2 separate regions of the Anas platyrhynchos genome follow, and region 1 is linked to region 2. A link is a contact called in public Hi-C data. All regions are on one chromosome and are shown on one strand. Each heading gives the region's core, a stretch centred on a gene start, on an enhancer-like site or on the middle of the called end of the contact. The rest is flanking DNA. Distances are from core to core; before and after follow the strand shown.

What was found. A called contact is a pair of places that touch in the nucleus more often than the background predicts.
Region 1: a Hi-C map of small yellow follicle shows a contact between it and region 2, with 2.8 times the contacts expected there. The contact joins the promoter of SPDYA here to the enhancer-like site in region 2. A contact is called at or near these places in 3 of 8 Hi-C or Micro-C datasets (liver, skeletal muscle and small yellow follicle).

What each region holds. Positions count from the first base shown.
Region 1 is chr3:18,707,252-18,712,061 of IASCAAS_PekinDuck_T2T, forward strand. It overlaps SPDYA (speedy/RINGO cell cycle regulator family member A), which reads left to right and starts at 2,323. Exons shown (of 12, transcript XM_072035460.1): 1 at 2,323-2,449; 2 at 3,478-3,714. It overlaps EPCAM (epithelial cell adhesion molecule), which reads right to left and starts at 2,930. Exons shown (of 9, transcript XM_027453624.3): 1 at 2,569-2,930; 2 at 2,014-2,118; 3 at 1,144-1,384; 4 at 768-833. The coding sequence starts at 2,632.
Region 2 is chr3:18,638,424-18,643,587 of IASCAAS_PekinDuck_T2T, forward strand. KCNK12 (potassium two pore domain channel subfamily K member 12) reads left to right here. Exons shown (of 2, transcript XM_038176445.2): 2 at 336-5,164. The coding sequence ends at 1,231. Among named protein-coding and RNA genes, the nearest start is that of KCNK12, 18 kb to the left of the region's middle. Within about 2 kb of position 3,123, at least 3 of the 8 cell types and tissues checked have an H3K27ac peak or open chromatin away from gene starts, as enhancers often do. A contact at or near this core is called in small yellow follicle, where this site is marked.

The sequences.
Region 1 (4,810 bases), core at 1,073-3,572, 68 kb after region 2:
GATCTGGGATAGCTCGTTGGTCAATTCAGGTCAGCTGTCTTGGATGTTTCCCCTCCCAACCTCCTGCCCATCCCTAACCTACTCACTGAGGCAGCAGAGGGAGAGACAGACAAGACCTTTACACTATAACTAACTGATTCTTATCAGCACTGTTTTGGTGACCAGACTAACACTGCATTATATTGGCTGATACAAAGAAAATTAACTCCACCCCAGCCAGGCCCAGCATACTCATTAAGAGGTACCAGAGCTCTGTTAATTCCCAACAGTGAAGTTGCACTTACTGCAAAACAAACAATTACTGCACTGGTGAAGATCAAAAGACTTTAAATAGTTTTGAGAGTTCACAAATACAGCAGAAGCTTCTGTTCTAGCAATAAGCAAAAAAACCCTCACAGCTACAAGCACATTTTTCTTGCTATATGACCTTTGACAAGAAGAATTTTATTTAAGCCAAGAAATATAGCTAGCCTGATGTTTTGTCTCCTACTTCTTTTATGAAGTCCCTCCTCTATCTCTCCATCAGTTTCATTTTTGAGCAGTTTCACCTGATTATCTTCTTTACTATCTTGACTTGATTAAAAGGTACATTTCCACTTAAAAATGATGGTGATTGGTTTCCATTTAAACCGTTAATTTCCAATAAAATTAAAGCAAGCTTTATGAAGGACCTATAGGTCACTTACAAGTCTTACAAATAAATTAGTTCACACATTTGACAATGCTTTTAAACACTTGGTTGTTTAGAAGTACAGTAGGTCACTTACTTCTTCAGAGACTCAGTGTTCAGAGGAGTTTCTCTTTCAGCATGTTTTATTTTAACGATGATCCACCTGAAGTAATGAATATTCTTAAAAACACATGCATATGAACAACGTACACCAAGAATCTAATCCCATGTGGGGGGTGGAGGTGAATGAAGTAGTGAGAGGAGGAAAAAAAAAAATATATATATATATATATATCTCCTCCCCTCTCCCCATAAATCTCATTGTTTCCAAAGGAAAAAGGCAGTAAACAAGTACTTATTGCTCCATGTTCATTCAGTCCCAGTGTATCACTCACACAGATAAATCCTCTGTAAGGCAGAACCTAATACAGGAATGCTTTTAGGTCACAGCACGCCCTGCTAAAAAGACTTACGTTGTTCTGACTAATTGATTGCACTTCAAGTCTGTGTCATGTTTGTCAGTTCTTCTAACACCAGCTGTATTCACACACCAACAGGTGGTTCCATTGCACTGCTTTGCCTTGAAGACACCATTGTTTTCACACTCAGGATCATAAAGACCATCAGTATCTTCAAACGCATCTTTTGGCTTTTCACGACGACCTGATTTTGTGCTTTTTACTTCTGCTTTCATCAACAAGCATTTTGATGTCACTAAAAATAACCAGAAAGTCACATTTTACAATTTCAGACCATGCACACACAAAAACAAAACTCCATAAAACCACATGGTTACTTCAGAAGCAACTGCATTTGAAGCCATTTCAAGGAAAAAGATCAGATACCAAAGGTATAGGTAATAAATAAAGCCAATATGGTTTGGAGTATATCAGCTTCTGAAGCCAAATGCAGAAGTCTAGGCAGTTTCGGTTTCTTCCACCCAGATAAAGATTTACAGGCTACCTCAAACCAAGAAGTAAGGCTTTTAGAAAAGGCTCTTTCACCCCTAAATTCATAGGAAAAGTCACGATATGTGCTTAGAAGGAAGCAAAAAATTAACGTTTGAGAAACCCTTTTCGTTAGGCAAGGATCAGATAGTGAAAGAGATCAGGGAACTGGAGTCACGCAGCAGGAATCAGACGCGCTCATTGTTCATTGCCAGTTGACCTAGAAGACCAGGAAGAATCTTTCTTCCCTTCCCTTGCCGTCGTTACTTGCCAGGAGCTCATTGCGCACGGTCACATACCCCCTCTTACACGGTACCTGGCACTTTTATTTAGGATCCCCATAGTAGTGAGAGCTCCTAGGTTAAAACCCACAGAGGACAAGCGGGCTGTACTCACGAGTATTACAGTTGACGGTGATACCGGAGCCGATGGAGCTGCACTGGCAGACGCCGTTAGACAACTTGCAGTCGGTGACACGCTTGTTATTCTCGCAAACACACTCTGGAAGAGACACACAGCCATGAGCGCGGATGCTCCCGAAGGCGAGGCCGGGCGGAGGCTGACCCCGCGGGCGAGGAGGGGAGCCACAGCCGCCCCTCACCCGCAGCCACCCCGCGGCTCCAGCGTTGGGCGAGAACTTTCCCCTCGAAGCCCCAGGACCGGCTCCGGCCCTTTTTTGCTGCTGGGCACCCCAAACCGTGGGGAGAGCCGTCGGGGGAGAGGGACACGACAGACCGGGCACCCTCCCGCCCGCGGGCAGCCCCTGCCTCAGCGGGGGCGCCATTTTGTGGCGCTGCCAGGGGCCGGGCGGAGCGGGGCGCCCACCGCCCCGGTTCGTGGGGGCGGCTCCGCGGGGAACGAGCGGGGTCGCCCTCAGTGGGGTCGAGGGCCCCGTTTGGGGTTAGCGGGGAAGGCGTGGGGCGAGACGAGGGGCGCGGGGCAGGCACTCACCGTTCTGGGCGCTGGCAGCGGCGCAGAGCAGCAGCAGGAGCGCAGCCCCGCGGAGCGGCTCCATGGCTTCGGCCGGCGGTGGGGCGCGGAGAGGCCGGGGAGAAAGCCTCGGAGGAGCGGGTTTGGGGAGAAAGAGGGAGAGAGAGCGCTGCTTGCGCGGCGGGGAGCGATGTGAGCCGCCCGACAGGTTCGGCAGGGGATGGCCGCGCCGCGCCCTCCTGGCTCCGGTTACACCTGCGAGGCGCAGAGGGCGGCAGCAGCACCTCCTCCCCGGGCAGCCGGGCGTTGTTAAACCGCCCCCTCCCCCCCGCACCTGGGCGAAACTGGATGGAGCAGGGCGAGCCTGAGCTCAGCGCCCTCCCTTTCCCTGCCCCGGCCCAAATATAGCCCCTTCCGGGGCGGCCGAGGGGAGCGCCCCGAGGTGCGGCCCGGAGGGAGGGAGAGGGGACGAAACCGCGCTGCCCCGAGCCGGCGGGGGGAGGAGGGGGTGGTGGCAGCAGGCAGCCGCCCCCGACGACGAGGAGAAACTGTTAGTCACCGGGAGAAGTCCCGGGAAGGCGTGTGTGTGTGTCCGAGTGTGTCCGGGGCTCCCCGGCCCCGCCTCGCCCTTTTGGTTCCCTCCCTGAGGTGTTTCGTGCCCCCCCGGGGGGTCGCGCTGCCACCCCCTGCTCCCGCAGCCCACCTCCGCCGGGCCGAGGAGCAGCGGTAGATAGCGATGTTTAATGATTAATTCTGCTCGGTGGTGCCGGCTGAACTCTTTTTCTATGAGCCTTTAACAGAAATCCCGATAATCCCGGAGTTAGCTTAGCAAAAAACCAGGCACCTGTCTATGCAGAGCACACTTTCTCAAGGATCGTTCTATTTCCCCCCCTAAAACACTACTGTATATGCTTGGTTACTCCCCTTTAGGACTGCTCTGAAGCGAATCTCTCTGGTACGGGACTGTCTGCACTTTCCTCGTTGAGAAATCAAAGTCTTCGGTACCATGTCCCTGAGCAGTGCAGCTTACCAGGAACCTGTGAAACTGTAGGTAGTGCAAAAGCCCTGGCAATGTTACAGAAGATGAAAGGTAGGGAAGCTTGCTGCTGGTTTTAGAATTACTCTCCGAAGTGGAAAAGGGATGCCAAAATGTAAAACAAAAATAAGGTGTGGTACGCCTTTTTCTGAATCTTTTCTGAATGTATTAATTCAGCTTAAAAAAATCTTTCTGAAAGATATACCAGTGTCCTGAAAACTAAGTTATTTTAGGAAAGGAGAAAAACAATGACAACTTGCATTTATGAGAAATCGGTATTTTCAAGGACAGTTGAAACTTCCTCTTACCAGTGTTGATATTCACTGTACAATACAAACGCATTGCCACTCCTTTTACATGCAAATCTCAGTTAATGAAACGGTTTAAAACCTTTGCATGTTCTGAAAGTAAGCACAGGTTAGCGGTCTGTGCCATTTTGTCTCTATGTGTGCTAAGTTTGTGTTGCATCTCCGTTTTCATATTTACTGTAGTCCACAACGGCCCGCTGAAATCGAGGAGCTCTCTCTGATGGGTCTGAGTTAAATGACTGTTCTCTAAGTCTGCTCCTAGTACGGTCTGAATGAGACTTCTCCATTTTTATTTTATTATTTTTTTTTAATTCTTCTTGCAGTTTTGAGTGGCTTATTAATACTCTTCTGGTACAGTTTTCAATGACTCAAATTAACAGCATCGTTTTAGCAAAGTGAAAACTTTGAAAGACTTTTAAAGTCTCTCACATGGACTTTTCACATTGTTGCTGTCAGATGATGGCATTCTGCAGAAAGATGAGCAGGATCAATAGGCTCAGATATGCCTGTCTTATGGTAAATCTCTTTTTGTGTGTAAATGTATTGTTTTTTTTCAAGATGAGGAGTTACCCTGTCATGTCAAATTGCCAAGCTGAACTACATCGACTTTAAAAACAGGGAACAGTACACTTCACGATAGGCTTTTGCCTTTTGTTTTGTTTTAATATTGTAACTTTATAGAAACAGGACAGAGTGAACACATGCTAATCCTTCTTGTTCCCCTGGCCCTTGTTTGGGATAGGTAAACCTCTGTGCCTAGTATTAATAAACCAAGCCTTAGTCTGCAGTCTTGAAACCTCATAGTGGCTACTACTGAAAGTAAAGCTGCTTTTTCCACCACCTCCAAATACTGGACATGTCTTTGTTGTCAGTGTACAAAAAACAGTGTCTAAAGGTTGAATGGACTTCAACCTGGATA
Region 2 (5,164 bases), core at 1,873-4,372:
GATGACCTGCTTGCCTCATCTCACCTCAAAATGGCTTGGGCTCAGGAATGCTTTCCACTTGAATTTACAGTGTTCTCCCAGTGGCCACAGTGTCACTATAAATACAGCCCTTCATCTCTGCAAGAAGTTTTTACTCTCTCTTGAATGTTAATCATCTTGTTGAGCTTTCTGGGGTCTTCTTCATCCTTTATATGATTTTGTGTTGACCTAATCTAACTTTGAGATAGCACTCTTTCTTTTGTCCAGTGAGACAAGACCTAAGAAGTTACATAAATCCTGAGCTCATGCATGAAAAACTGTGACATTAACATTGCTCATTTATCTTCACACCTTAGGTTTTGGAATGACCACACCAGCAACAGTGGCTGGAAAAGTATTCCTCATCGTTTATGGGCTGTTTGGGTGTGCCGGGACTATCCTTTTCTTCAACCTCTTCTTGGAGCGCATTATCTCTCTCCTGGCATTCATAATGAAGGCTTGCCATGAGAGACAGCTGCGAAGAAGTGGTCTCCTACCTCCCAACTTCCGAAGGGGGTCAGCTATGGCTGGGGTGGGCAGCCTCATCGGGTGGAAGCCATCAGTTTATCATGTGATGCTGATTCTGGGAATTTTTGCTATCACCCTTTCTTGCTGCGCTTCTGCGATGTACACGTTTGTGGAAGGATGGAACTACATTGACTCCTTGTACTATTGTTTTGTCACCTTTAGCACCATTGGCTTTGGAGATTTGGTAAGCAGCCAAAATGCTGTGTACCAAAATCAGGGATTATACAGATTTGGAAACTTCATCTTTATATTAATGGGAGTATGTTGCATATACTCTCTTTTTAACGTCATCTCAATTATGATCAAGCAACTCTTGAACTGGGTGTTGAAAAAATTCGAATGCAGATGTTGCCCAAAGTGCCATAAATCAAGTGCCCGCCTCGGACGTCGCAACGCCATCACACCAGGAGCACGCCTGCGTCGGCATAAAATCTCAATGGACGCTGATGGACAGTACGACAGTGACACTGAGGGCAGGAGGCTCTCCGGTGAGATGATCTCCATGCGGGAGCTCATGGCATCAAACAAAGTCTCCCTGGCCATTTTGCAAAAGCAGCTGTCTGAGACGGCCAATGGCTACCCAAGAAACGTTTGTATCAATACGAGACAAAATGGTTTCTCTGCAGGGGTGGGTGCTCTAGCCATCATGAACAACCGCTTGGCAGAAACGAGTGATCGTAGGTAGAGTTTTTGAAATGCCTTTTTGTTTCCTTAATAAAAGCGGTGATTTAAGGAGGAATTATCACTGTAAACTACTGGAAGGTTTTAAATTCAGAAACAGACAGTGTTCATTGGGCATCTGGCAATTTGGTTTCTCGAGTTTTTATGTATTCTCTAATAGTCAGTAACATATTTACTGTAATGATGTGATTTTCCCCAGAGAGGTTTTTGGGAGGGACTTGGGTGTCTTTGATGAAGAATCTGATGCAAGTTCAGAAGAATGGTGTGCATGGTTATGATGCTGCCAAAACCAACATCTTCCTCAGAAAATAACCTCAACCCATACTCTGGGTTAAAATGCATTCTGGGCACATTCAGTTCCAGATTAAAACTTGGGGGATAAGGGTTGGCTAAACCAGTATCTCACCTTGTTTAAGTCTGGATCTGGCCCTGAACTTTGTACTTGATGCTCTTCAGCGGTTCCTCATACAAGGCCTGTATATAACATACATGTAGGTGACTGCAGTTATGCCAGCTTTAGGGTGATTGTGCTTCACTTCAATAATCCTATTGACCTCAATGGCAGAGGATCAAATTGACTGAATTCTCCTGACTGTCAATGATTTTTTTCAGCTAGTCTTGTTTAAACCACTATGTGCTACCTAACTATTAAAAGTCAGGGGATTATCAGTCAGAAGAAGCATGTTGAAAATGTGCAAAACTATTCCTACCTACTGAATAAGTGAAGACATGCCAGAGAAGCCAGTATTCATCTCTGGTGTCAAATCTTTGCATTACCACTGAAATGTAAGTTAAACTGTTTACTAATTACATTACTTTTACATGAAACAGTCTTATAAAGCGAATGTAGGCTCTCTTTGTTGTCATAAATTTGTATCCTCTACTTCTACAATACTGTTGCACAGAATCATGCAAATAGTTTCTTTGCAGTTCTTCAAGGGCCCCAACACTGTACTTGTTTTCCACAAACCTGACTGTGAAAGTTATACAAAGGAGCTTTTGCTCTGGATCATTTATCTGTTCTGTGCCACTTCTTTAAAGATGTATAGATAATACGAAGGCTTCTGTATATTTCAGAAAGAAATACAACTTAAGGTTGAAGCCTTAGGCAAGGTGATGACTACTAGGGTGTCTGTTGAAAAAAAAATAATGAAAAAGCTAATGGAAACAGACTAGGAATATTAGAAATGTTTGAAAATACATCTGTGGAGTGTCATATTGTTACTGTGTTTTGCATGTGTTTGGGGTCTTGCTCTTTTTGTTTTCTTTTTAACTTGTAGGAGTGCAAAACATTTCAGAATTTAACCTTGGAAAACTAACTTTTAAATGAAGGTTTTGCACACTTGATACTGCCAGCTGAAGGATGGCAGTGACTGTATATTTTGTCTAAAGGAGAAGGAATCAGAGCAGCAGATAGAGCATCACATGTGGCTCTTATATCATAAACATAGTCACAACTTTTATCAAGATGCATCTGGCTGTGAGAAACATCTCAAATAATTTTCTTCAGACAGGATCTTCTGTGAAGCTATTTTATTCGCGATTGCAATGGTGGGCGTCCTGTCAATCAGGAGTGCATTTTAGTAAGCAAATCATAACCTTTTATTCCCTATTACCCGATGCCTAATAACCTCCCCTGTTTCCTCATTGGCTGAGTACTACAGGTTCACAAGCTACTCGACGCTCCTCTATACCATATATGTACATTTTTTCTTTTTTTCAACCCTTTAATTTCTCCTTTCTTATATTTTGAGAACTTGTGATCTTTGTTTTACTGTTCTTACACTGCTCATCCTGTTTTTCTCAAGCTGCTACCTTATTTTGGAACAGTGAGGCCTTCTACTGTCCACTTATCTACTTAGCATTTCTCCTTATTATGACTACACAACTATCTTGGAACACAGAAAACAGTTGTGTTTTTGCTGTAGTTCTCTACAGCAAAAACACAACTTAGTTTCTCACATGGCCAAAAACACTCAATGATGTTTGCATTCTCTATCTACCTGATACAAAGTCCTATTTAAGATTACTTGGCGTGGCAGAGACTGCATTCAAGAGGCATTCATCTGGCAGGAGCTTCCTTGGTGACAGAGACCCCCAAAGCAGCACGTGTCTGTGTGTGCAGTCTGTCTCAGGTGCTACGTTTGTGCAGCCTTTTGAGGAAGCATGCAAAGGTCAAAGTGTTTGTCATGCTAAGTTTAAGCCCCCTGAAGGATTACTGTAAGCAGGATGTGTAGGTGCAGGTCATGGTCTGGGGAAAGCTCAAAGACCCAGTTCAGGAAGGTGACTTCCAGAGCCACAGGGGCCATCTTTAGGGACAGCAGAGGCAAATGAATTTGGTCTTTCCCACAGGATTATCTCCAAGGATACACCTCTTTAATTATTACAATTTATGAATTAGCTTATTAAGAGCATGTATGGTGTGCTGCTGTCTCTTTGCAGCTAGGCCACTCTTAGGATTGTACCTTAGTACCTTTGCCATTGCTTGAGCTCATTGAAGAGAAACCCACTGTGTGAAGTGCAGCACGAGTAGAGGCAGATGGGCTTTATTCCAGCAGAATTACTTAGGTTTATCATTATAAAACTGAGTTCAAATGCATTAACATTCTGTGAGCCCAGGAGACACATTTTTATGATAGCAAAATTGCAAATTAAGGGGTTTTATTTTTTCAGTAAGTTGTTTTTAAAGAATGAGAATTATAGCTATGATTAGGGACATGTTTAAACGTTTGTAAATTGTTTTCAAACTACCTGCTCCTGCCTGGGAAATGTGAAGTAATATGCAGTTGTACATACACCTGCTCTGCTATTGCTGCACTTTTCTGAGTCCACTGAGTTCTGATTTACACATTACTGTTTCTTATTGCCTTCATCTGATCTAGATGCTAGACTGGACCCCGGAGGAAGAGCATTGTAGCACCCTTTGCAGTTCCTATTGACACCAGGGGAACTTGGATTGGCTTTTAGAACTGGGTTCTCCAAGGGATTTGGACATCTGATTGCTACTGTGTGCAATTATGTCCAGTGTCTCATTACTCCTGAGATCCTTGAAAACTTTCTCCTTAGCCTCAGAGGGATGTAAGGTACATGCCTTGATTTCTACCAATGGCCCCATTCGTTGCAGTGCATAGATCCCCACATAGTGACATGACTCAACTACAGGGACCCTCTAGCTTGTGTCTAAACTCCATAAAAATCCCTAAACTCATCTGACTCATCAAGCCCAGTTTACAACAGTGTTCAGAGTCTGGCTACTGAACTGCGTCTCACTGGAGAGCTCATGAGAAGGGGCAGACTTATGCTTCCCTCATATTCAGTAGCCAAAGTGTTTTTCATGCATGAAAAGCAAGTTCCAAATCCGTAGACTTCTGCCTACTATTACTATCTGAGCAGTCATCACCCATGTGCATGAATACACGAGCCAAGAGGACACAGGAGATTTGAAACTAGTTTTCCACAGTCCCTCCTTCTCTTTAGTTTTCTCATGGAAACTTTAAGCTTGCAAGGCTTGAGCAAGGATCTCCTCTCCTTTGTTATGTATGATTCTACTCACAATTCCCCAGGGCAGCCTGTTTCTTTTATGAAGTAAACCCTAAACATGCACTAAGTGCACCAAGTGCAATTTCTTCTGGTATTTCTTCACAAACAACCGGGATACCTTCAATATGCAGATATAGGCTGAAGCACAAGAAATCAGAAGGAAACTGAAGGAACAGAATAAGAAAATGAAAGCACACTGCACTAGATTGCACTTTCTTTTCAGGAAACTTGGGAGTCTTGATTTTATTTTTATTTTTTTTCCCATGTTTTATTTTTGGGCAGCCAAAAAGTTAACTTAGGAGCTGAAAGTTCATCTTTCCTTATTCACCCCTTTTTGCATCATCCCCCAGAGCAGCAGCAGTGATCCCTGCTGGCTCAGACCCAGTCATCTCAGTTG